Regions from separate parts of the Xenopus laevis genome. Here region 2 is linked to region 1. Evidence: chromatin contacts called from public Hi-C data. All regions are on one chromosome and are shown on one strand. Each heading gives the region's core, a stretch centred on a gene start, on an enhancer-like site or on the middle of the called end of the contact. The rest is flanking DNA. Distances are from core to core; before and after follow the strand shown. Region 1 overlaps prdm1.L (PR domain zinc finger protein 1). Region 2 has its middle 39 kb from the start of prep.L.

Region 1 (5,408 bases), core at 2,337-4,836:
TAAAAGTCAAAAGTGTTTAAACACTTAACATCAGTTTCTTTGTATGTCACTTACTCACCGTACATTCATGAGGCTTCTCCCCTGTGTGTACCAAAAAGTGCTTCTGTAAATGCGCCAGCTGAGTGAATCCTTTATTGCAAGTCTGACATTTAAATGGTCGCTCCCCACTGTGTACCCGAAGATGCACCTAGAAAAGGAAATACAATCAATTTAGTGATGTGTTCCCAGATCATTAGTATTCTATCTTTGTAGATGGAAAATGTGACCTGCAACTTGGCACAGCAACCAGATGCTTACCTTTAGGTTTGAGAGTTGTCCAAATGTTTTTGAGCAAACATTACACTCGTATTTGATCTTTCCATTTTGCTTTTTCAATGGGTATGGGAGAGTCTTGTAACCAGTCATATTCCTTTTGCTCTTAATAAGATTGATGGCTTCTTCACTGCTTGTGGACATCACAGCTGAGGTAGGTTTAGGTTGCATTATGTGCTCTAAGGATGCAGCTGTGCCAGCAGTTGGTGATCCACTAGTGGGACTGCTCTGCTTGTCTTTCATGCTCGCAGCAGCACCTGTGATGGAGAAGGCACTATTGGGTGCAGGAATAAGAAAGTCTCGTGGCAGCTCAGGTTGCAGCAATCTACGTCCTCCCTCATGTGGTAGAGAACCAGGTAGGGCAGCATGGGCTAGCAAATGGTGAGGAAGGCTTCCACCTGCAAGCATACTGCTATAAACTGGGTACATCCTTGAGAAGGGACTGAAACTATTAATATTGTTCAATGAATTGAGTCCATTACAGCCAATGCCATAGGGTGGTAATAAATATTTAGAATACGTTGAATTGTAAGAGGATACAAATGGTGGCAGGTGACTTCCTGGGGGTGCATAAGTAGGGAATGACCCCAAACCTTCAGTATTGTATGGTCTGTTGATGAATGGATAGAACTCTTTGTGATCCTGCACTGGATAATGAGGTGAAACTGCTGAACCAGGGCTACTGTGAGGACTTGAACTTTTGAAACTTTGGTCAGGGCTACTTCTTGATGAAGGACTTGGTGTTGTGGATGGCTGAATTGGTGAATGCATCAGATAATTTTGTCTGTCCATGTTATAGCCTACAGATGCCTTTAAATAGTCTTCATGAATGTGAGAGTGGAAAGGGTAAACTACCCTCGGGAAGAAAGTCCTTTCAGGGCTACAGTTTTTATTCACATCCACTTTTTCTTTTTCTGGTGTGATTGCAGACATGGAGCTCAGTAGATTGCCTTTGTGTTTCAAGTGGCTTGTTGTATCCCTTAGGATTTCTTTCACGCTATGCTCCTTTTTTGGGGTGTTTTTCTGGGGGATCAGTTCTTTCCTTTTCTCCTCTGTAATGATCACACTTTGTTCTGAAATAAAGAGAAACAAATAATATTAATCAAGCTGAATAATAAAGCTTCCTTAATGCTTGCTAGAATGATCAGGATTCAAAATATTACATTATGTTTTTCACAAAATGTTCCTGCTTTGTACTCCAGTTAAATGTCAAGGCTATACAAATCTATAAAAAAAAAAAACTATATAACATACATGTAATTCTGTGAGCCAGCTTTACATAGTTTTTACTTATAGAAAGTACTCTCGCCTATGGCCCATGTAGTATTTTTGGGCATTTTGATGCCACGTTTTTGTATAATAGAACTTGAGCAATTTCTGAATAGGAGAGACACCACTGGAGGAATCATCGCTTATTAGGCTGAACAATCACTATCTCTGCAACAGAACAGGAAGTTTAAAATGATTTCTTCAAATTAAAAGTAAAAAACATTCAGGAGGAAGAAGTCAGTAAAGTTTCACTTCCACTAGAGCCTTCCAATAGTTTGACTAAGCAGCAGTATATTTCAGTATATTGTGTTTCAGTAAAATTAGTAGCAAAATGCAAATGCTAAACAGATAAAAACATAATTTTACTAATAATTGAGTAGCCTGACTAAGTGCATTATATACTTGCACTTCTGTGCAGATAGAAATAGCACCCTCAAAATGTTCCGCTTCAAATAAGCCACATAGGTGAAAGTTTGTTTTAAAAAAAAAATTAACCCAACAACCAAGAAACTGACAGTAAATGCGAGATGGAGAGATATGTCTGGTACATCAAGAGATGCAATCAGGTTTTACCCTAAGAGAGGAAGTTGAGTTGAAATTCTAAAGAAGTTGCCTCAGTTGGTTTGCTTAAAAAAAAAAAAGACATAGATCTTGGGTTTATGTGGTGTCTGCTAACGTGTGAACAATTTTAACTCCCTGTTGAAAATATATGAAATGTTCCTATTTAATAAGGCCTTTAAAGTGCTTGAGTTGGTGTTCTTTTGATGGCCCTAAAATGTGCTTATTGGCTCTTTGGCTTTCATGGAATGAACTGAACTTCCTTTTCAATGAATAGCAGCAACACACCTATCTATTCACTAGATGGTATTTAAATGCAAAACTACCCTTATTAAAGGCAGATACACCCATTTAATTCTAGGTTTTAACATGAGATCACATAGGCAGTGCTTGCATTCCGATCATGTTTCTTAGTCTACTTACGGAGATTCACTACAAGCTCTCCAGAAGTGGGATAATGAAGTCTGTCAGCAAAGTCCCGGCAATACCACACCAGAAGTTCCTGGTTGGCTGGTATAGGCTTAATGGTGTAAAAATAGATGTTCATGCCATTCTGACAAGCGGCAAGGTTTTGCTCTTGAAGAGAGTGTGCTGGGTTGACATAGCGCATCCAGTTGCTCTTATCTTCATTGTAACCATCGATGAAGTGCTGGAAGTCACCATTTGAATAGATCTAATATTAAAGATCAAAACAAAGTAATATTAGAAAGTTAGAAAATGAGGAGCAAAAGTAATAAAAAATAAGTGGAATACCCACAGGAAATGGGTGGGGCGTGGCTGTGTCCATTATTGGTTGGTTAAAAATGATAATATTACCTATATATTTATAATAAAACACACAAACCCGCATTGATCAAAAATATACACAGTGCCATATTATAGAATTTTTTAAATGTGCTCTAGTGCAAATAGTTATCACTGTACTTCTTCCTGAAGTACCTTTCCTGCATAATAACGAGAGAGGAGATTTCTCTGAAAATTCTCAGCATTCCTAATTCTCTTTTTTTACCTGCACTCTCTTCCACCAGACTGTAGCATCACTTATATAACTACTTGGAATGCAGCCCTTTTGTCTGAACACTGGGTGTAGCAAAAGTGAACTTCACCTGCCATAACAATAAGCAAAGCTGGGACAAGGCCAACAGTCTCATTCATTCCTAGCCAACACAGTCACTTTTCCTTTAAGAAAACAAGTTGAGTCCTGTGTTACTACTTTGTGTTAGAAATGAATATAAAAAAAATTCCTCAACCTATAGCCAGGTTAAAAAAAAAAAAAAAAAAAAAAACAATGGAGAGAGTGAAGATAGCATGTAATTAGTCAGAGTGAAAATGCCACAAGACAAAATGATTCTTGGTTCTTTTAGCATATTGTTATGCGTATGAAAGTGAGACTAAAGGGAAGGACAGGCCTGGTGCATATGAAAGCGACTGATTGTGTTCTGGTCAATGAATTCGGCAGACTACCCTGCACATGTAGACAGCCATGTTCATTGACAATGCAGCATTTAGGACTATACTAATGTTAAACTACGTCTAATAGATCCCCAAGCTGCTGTTTGTTTTCTACATATGTATTAGTTATGAAATAAATTTAAAATGCATCAAAATAACTTTTTTTAAGGGATGCCATTGAGCTGCAGTGTATTGCAAAATGCAAGGCAGACATAGCTAAAGAGAGATGCTAAAAGAAAAATGAAGAATCACTTTCTTTTTAAAGCAATTTCCTGTAACTGAAAAGGGGGAAATACATGTGGCTGCGCTGAAGTGCTGTGCATGAATTACTGTGGTGTATGAATTGTGAGAAAATGGAACAGGGCTGTGTGAATGTCAGAGGAGTTGTAATCTTTCCTGGTTCACCCAGGTTTGTAGACTTCAAGGAACATGGGTTTCTCTTACTGCGGTGGAGTGTCACACAACCTCTTTTGGAACCTAAGGTAATAGGTTCCTGGATTCAGGAACGCTGTCAGAATAAAACATGTTTTCCTTTTAAATGAAAACATGGTGTATAGGAATGCAGTTTTAAAAAATTAAATGTTTAAATTTACATTTTTATCATTACATTGTCAGGAAATTGTTGCTCAAAAATGCTGCCTATTGCATGTTTGAGCAACAATCACCAGATCTGCTTGTTGGCTCAAATGCATCTTACATATACTATGCTGCTGCTGCTTGAAATGCCTGTGGCTTATTTAACAATGATTGAAAGAGATGAGAAGACTTAAGGTGGCCATACACTATAAGATCCGCTCGCTTGGCAAACAGATGCATTGAGATTATAAACTACATGAATATATAAACCTCTAATGTGACAGGAGATAAAGGAGCACTAATAAACCCTGTGTAAAAGATTCTATAGTAGTATAATTATAAAAAGGAGAAAATAGTGTAATTGCAATTATCATTTACATTTGAGTTTCACCAGAAATTGGGTTTGTATCATTTGGCTTGAGCGTGAAATAGGCAGCAAGGTGAGGTCACATGTTTACAAAGAAAGAAACTACTAGCCCATCTCATGATGTTTCCATGTTCTATAAAGCAGAGAGAATGTGCTGACTCACAGCTCAGTTACAAGAAATAATGTCACTTAAGGGGTTTACTCAACCCCACACATCCTCTCTCTCAATGAGTGAGATGCAGGCAAAGTTTGCATTTTTTTTTTTTTTTTTTAAACTAGATGTTCCCATCGCAGCCGGCAATGCCAGGATGTGAATTGCATCATATGGGAAATGAGTTGCCACTGTTTCCTTTAGAGGCATACACAGACCAAATGAAAGGTGTCTTACAAGGAAATGATTGCCAGTAACACTACAGCTATCTAATAATGAAATAAATTATCAAAAGAGGTGGGTGACAGAATAAACCGGCTTTACAATACCCACAGCTGTTATAGGAAGTGGCCCATGGGAAATATTTAATCCCACTGATATTAGTTCCACATATATCTCCCATTACAACAACTGATGCAAGATAACCATAAAAGAGCTACGAAAAATGCCACCCATAAAAAAATGTATTTCTTGCAGCCTAGGCACCATTTGTTTTCATGTAATATCATTCGCTGCACTGGTTGATTATAGTACAGATCTTATCTCTTTTAAACTTACCCGCCAAAAATATTTTCTGTTGGCATTCTTTGGAACAGTGTCATTTGTGTAGATCTCCCCTACAAATGGTCCAAACCGTGTTCCTTTTGGTATGTACTCTTTGCTGACTACTCCAACCACCTTACAAGAAGAAAGAAGAATGTATGATTAGACAAACAAAAAACT
Region 2 (6,133 bases), core at 118-2,617, 280 kb after region 1:
TAAAATACTGTATACAAATCATCCCATGACTTCCTCTTCTGCATTTTATGTAATTGTAAAGACTGGGTTGTGCACTAAGATCCATTAAATAGTAATATAGCATTCCTACCTAGACTTTTCATTGAGTTGGTGGCTTCTCATCAGGACTGGAAAAGCAACTTACAATATAGAAAGCATTTCTTAGTCATGCCAGTAGGGATGAGAAAACGAATGCCCTTGTGAACTGAAATTCTGTTTTTGAGATCACCAAGTTATTTAGAAAGGACGTGTTTCTAATTAACATGTAACAAGCTCAGCTGTATTCTTCTCCTTCTATGTCAGTCCTTGTTGAAGCATGTTCAATTAAGAGTGACTTGACACAACCTCAGCAACTAGTACATAAAGATGATTCATCCAGTGAATTCAGTGTCATGTGGCACCCTAAAGGTTTAATTTAAAAAAGGTGTCTCACTTTGGATCTTCCCAGATTTGCAAAAGGTGACTATGACATTATTCAGAATAGTTCTTACATTTACTGTGCTTAATTGGATTTACTTACTACAGATACATAACACTACTTTTCATAGTAAAGTTGCTGAAATCTATGTTTGTTTTATTAAAGGGGTGGTTCACATTTATTCAGTATGTTTACAGCGGGAGATGAGATGACCGATATCAGCAAAAGACTTGGATATCGGTCGGCTAGTCAATTGGCAGGTCGGAAAATCAGCCATTGTTTCTACCTGATATCTGACAATTCAGCTCTAAATGTCTGTAATGAAAAGGAATAATCTTTCCTGCAACCAATTGTAGGAAAGAGCATAATTGCGATGTTTATGGCCACCTTAATTCTAAGCAACTTTTCAATTGGCCTTAATTTTTCCTTTTTTTTTTTTATATAAAGTTTTTGAATAAGTTTCCTCCTTCTTCTGACTCTTTCCAGCTTTCAAATGGGGATCACGGTCCCATTTAAGGCTACATATGTATTGTTAGCACTGCTTTTTATTACTGACCTTTTTATTCAGGCCCTTTCCTATTCATATTCCAGTGTTTTGCAGGCAGGTGCAGGTAGGTGAGCCCAAGGCATACCACTGCTATTTTCCCAGGATTTTGATGTAAACTTTAGTAAAATATCCAGACAAATAGCAATAGAGCGGGCAGTCAGTGCTCAGTGATTGGAAAATATTGCTATGTGTCCTCTATATAATATATATCAATCCTCAGACTTCTCCCTCATCTCTGTATTACCACCCTCAGCCCTTCTTAACTTATTTGCCCTCCTTCATCCTCCTTCAGTTCTCCTCTGTCCATTTCATCCCTTCTCTAATGTGCTCAGACCTCCACCTTCAGTTTCCCCCTCGCAAGAGAATGTTTGGAGGGACTGGGCTTAATGTGCTGAGTTCTCTACACCTCCCTCCCACCCCGTTACTGGCTGCCTGTGTGCCTGGCCCGCTTGCCTGTTTGCGGTGGCAAATTAGAAAGCAGAAGGGGCCAGGTGAAGGAAATTCAATACAACAGCCCCCTGTGGCCCAGGGCCCCCCACCAGGGTCTGCTGTATGTTAGTTAGTTATGCCAGTGTTCATGGCTCTTGTGTATTATTCATAAAGTTAATAGAAACTACAGTATCTCATCATATTATAAAACAGGGCATACATTATTAATTATATAATAATACAAAAGTTTCAATGAGTCACATGATAAATCACATCACTAAGCACCAATTATAGCCATTGACATCACTAAGCATTATTTATAAGGATATCGTTTACAGGATGTTCATGGATCTTGTTTTAGGAATAGGTATGAATCCCGTGAAAATCTTATCCTTCATTGGCATAAAAAATTTATTTATTCTTCGGGTAGAATAATGACACATTTAGAGTACAAGCTGTTGTTCCAATAGGCAAAAAAGCTTACTCTGTGAACTTTTTCTCTACAATGTTAATCTATAGCATTTTCAATAATCCTTTAATGGCACTGTCACCTTCGCCTCCCAAGTCAACAAACAAGGGGATTTATGAGTCTAGCTCTGAAGATACCTTAACTAATCTGCTACAAATGAATCCCTCACCTTATGACTCAGAAGATGAAATCTTATCCAAAGACATTTGAAAAAGGAAAGATATGCCAGTGTTCAATAGTATTCAGTTTTTAAAAAAAAAAAAAAAAAAAAGTTCACTAAGAATGACGATAAGAGCAAATTGGTAGAGGTAAGTGTATGTTCAACATGTATGTATGTACTTTTACCTTTAAGTTAAATATTATAAGGCCCTGTTCTTAGCAACTTTTCAATAATTCTTAGTTTTTGAATGATTTGCCTTCTTCTGCTTAACTAAAAGCAATATTACTCAAAACCACACATTTTTTTTAAAATAATTTGCAGAACAGCAAATTGTCTCAGGGCTGCTACTGCCATGAAGCAAGGTGAGAACCTTACCTCGGGTGGCAGCGAGTAGCTAGTTACCAGGGGAGACGAAAAACTGCCAAAAAAAGTCCGGGCCCAGATGGCTTCACTGTATCTTATTACAAAATATATAAAGAAAAACTGCTACCATTTATGTGCTCAGCATTCAATAGCATTTCTACAGGCAAAACCTTTGACAAGTCATCACTAGCAGCACCACATTACTCCTGAAGTCAGACAAAGACGCCACAGACCCAGGCAATTATGGGCCCATTTCACTGATAAATATGTACATTAAACTATTGGCGAAGATTCTTTCTCACAGAATTCTGACCTGTCTCCTCAGCTTAATACATCCAGAACAAGTGGGATTCATCCCAGGATGAGAAGGTAGGGATAATACCAACATATTAATCAATCTACAATTTTGGGCCAAAAAACATAAAATTGAGAATATGCTTTTATCTACTGATGCAGAAAAAGCATTCGACAGAGTTAATTGGATATTCATGTTCACATGTTTAAAACACCTGGGACTGGGACCAAATATGTTAACATGGATTTCGGCACTATACAATAACCCCAACGAGGCAAGGATGCCCTCTTTCCCCCACATTATTCATACTATCCTTAGAATCCTTGCTATGCCACATCAGACTAAACCCACACATAACAGTACGTGTACGTGATACACAGCATAAAATAGCCACATATGCAGACGATCTGCTGTTCTTTCTTACCAATCCCATAACATCCATACCTGCACTCAACCAAGAGTTCCTCAAATATGGAAACCTAAGTAATTTCAAGATAAATTTATTGTCAACGGCTCTAAATGTCTTTATTCCTGATACAATGATGCATGTCCTGTCCATGGGTTTTCCATACAAATGGACTCCACGAACATTTACTTACTTAGGCCTCCAGATCACTAAAGATACCTCAAATTGGGCTGAGCTCAACTTGAAACATGTAATATCAAAAATCAAAAGAGACTTGAACAATTGGAAAGATAAACCTATTTCATGGTTTGGGAGAATGAACATAGTAAAAATGAACATCATGCCTAGAATCCTATATATCTTTCAAACGCTTCCACTACAGATAGGAGATACGCAATTGAACCAAATACAAAAAATAATAAACAATTTTGTATGGCAAGATAAAAAGGCAAGAATTATTTACAAAACGTTGACTAAAACCAAACGACAAGGAAGAGTAGCTTTGCCGGACTGTCGAACATACTACTACTGATCAGTTTTATTAAGAATAATAGATTGGTCCCACTACGCAAATATAAAACTATGGGTGGAAATTGAACAACAATCAGCATACTTCTATTTATTGCACTTACCATGGATAGACCACATATATAGATGACTGAAACACTCAGACCACCCTCTCTTATCTAACACCATGACGATATGGGATAAATGCCGCACAAAACACTCGCTCACCTTTTATCCATCGCCTTTAATACCCCTGATAAATAATCCTGCTTTCCCTTTTGGGTTACAACCCAACACAATTCAATCAAACGGACCACTTAAAATACACGCAAATATCTCACTACTTTCACAGCTTGGGAGGCACACAAACTTTAGGTGGAGACCTTACCAAATTTGAAACAGCCTGCTCACTACACGACATGTAATTTCTCTGTTGTACAAAATGCTATAACCTCCAACTAAATGGGAGTCAGTTTCATTTATAAACAGATGGTCCAAAGATTTAAATATCCAACTAGGAGAAGTACAGATTGAAAATATTTTCTCTAAACTACTTAAAAAAATTTTGGGAAGAGGTATGCTCACTGGCTAGTCAGATCCTGGGGGTCACTATACCTGTAGACCCTTCACAAGTACTGTTATTCCACAATACACAACCAATTGCAACTTTCAACTCAGGCTTAGAACCACAACCAATTGCAACTTTGAACTCAGGCTTAGAACCACAACTGCTGAATGCAGCAAAACGTTTAATTCCGCTACACTGGAAAACCACAAATATCCCCACCATAAAAGACTGGTTTAATATAATCACAGAAATATATAGATTTGAGGAAATTTCATCCTACAACCTGGATCAATTTGCTAGATTCTCAGCTGTCTGGTTACGATGGCTTCTATTCAAAGAAACGGATGTCTACAAAGCATATCTATAAAAATGATCAAGTCCCGCTTCATCCTGCTGCACTCCTTTACCCACCTATCTATCTTTATCTTCTTCCCCATTCACACTCTCATTTCATTCCTCACAATACATAGACCTCTTCTGTAGAGAGTAGTACTGACACTTGGGCATGCTACCAACCAGGGTAACTTTGTTAAACAAACTTACCTGCAATATTGTGATGATAACAAATATGTTGATATTCTATTTTTTATTAACTGTATTGTTAATGCATTTAAAGCTTTTTATTGTTGGAAGTTTACAATAAAGCTTTTTGAAATAAAAAAAAATAAAAAAGCTGCCAAAAATGGAAATTAGGCTTTTCTAGTGCAGGGAGCTCTCTCTAGGCTGGTGATGCCCCTCCTTGACTTGCGCTAAAGTGTGGAAATAGTGAGGGGGGGTGGTAGCAGCCCTAAAAATGGCCCTGCACAACTACAACTCACTAAAAGTTTATTTAAAGGTGAGCTAACTTTAAGTAGACTGCAGGTTGACTAATTTTACATGCAACACATCACACCTACACAGAAAATTAAGATAATTATGTACATTTCTGTTAATTATTATGGAGTCATTTTGAGATTTGCATAGTAGATACCACTGGCACTGATTGTTAATATTTATGAATGACTTGTGAGCCACCCTTTATAATTTGTACTGCACAATGGGGACACCAAAAAATGTAGTCATTGGTGCCAATACCATTGTTACACACGATTCCTCCTTCTGCTCTGTTCCACAATCCACTGGAGGAGCACATGCAACTTGGAGTTACACCTCTCCATAAGTAGGAAAACTCAGTAGGCATTTCAGCAAACGATCAAGGTAATGTAATCCTTCTTAGTCCCTGCATCCAGGTCCTGATGGGCGTGTGACCCTAACACCTTGTTGCATAATAAGGTATGCCTCCTCCATGCAGCAACATTATCATTGTTATTATTTATTATGTGCTGCTGGTAGTCAGGTAGCTGTAGCAACATTTATCAATCACATTCATGTGTTGTTGATTGTTCTGTTTTTGGACAATGTATTTAGTGCTATGTGCTAAAACAATAAATGAATTCTAGCATTGGATCAGCTGTTAGTACTAACTAACTAACTAACCTTGCCACCCAGGTACTTATTGAGATGTATTTATGCCCACCAACATTTAGAAGCAATAGGCTGACCAAAACCAGTAAGTAAAATTTGTGTCTAGACAAAAAGTGGTTTGTTGCAGACTATTAGGCGGAACAAAATTGAATAAACATTATTGCAGTGTGCTTCATCAATGGCCTCTGCAAGATTATTACAATGGTCAATGTATAGCATTGTATAATGTATATAACTTGATCATAATAGGTGCTATAGAGTGCAGTAAACCTAAACAGATGCAGTTGATTAAAACCCTCATAGTTTCCTTCACCATCATTATATAATTAATATTGAAAATGAACTATACGATTAGTAAAGAGACAGCTACAGTCTTCATGAAATATATACTTCAGATTTAAGGCTAATAGATTGTAAGCTCTTGGGGCAGGGACCACATCCCAACTGTTTACTGAAAGCTCTAGGCTCTTAAGCAAAGATGCATCTATT

What was found. Hi-C and Micro-C count contacts between places; a contact is called where the count stands out from the background.
Region 2: a contact with region 1 is called in a Hi-C map of the XL177 cell line, with 5 times the contacts expected there. The contact joins two enhancer-like sites. A contact is called at or near these places in 3 of 4 Hi-C or Micro-C datasets (the XL177 cell line, the XTC cell line and animal cap).

The regions. Positions count from the first base shown.
Region 1 is chr5L:83,071,290-83,076,697 of Xenopus_laevis_v10.1, forward strand. prdm1.L (PR domain zinc finger protein 1) reads right to left here. Exons shown (of 7, transcript XM_018263353.2): 3 at 5,244-5,363; 4 at 2,563-2,812; 5 at 298-1,385; 6 at 59-187. Among protein-coding and RNA genes, the nearest start is that of prdm1.L, 11 kb to the right of the region's middle. Within about 2 kb of position 3,587, at least 1 of the 7 cell types and tissues checked has an H3K27ac peak or open chromatin away from gene starts, as enhancers often do.
Region 2 is chr5L:83,350,649-83,356,781 of Xenopus_laevis_v10.1, forward strand. No RefSeq gene overlaps it. Among protein-coding and RNA genes, the nearest start is that of prep.L, 39 kb to the right of the region's middle. Within about 2 kb of position 1,368, at least 1 of the 7 cell types and tissues checked has an H3K27ac peak or open chromatin away from gene starts, as enhancers often do.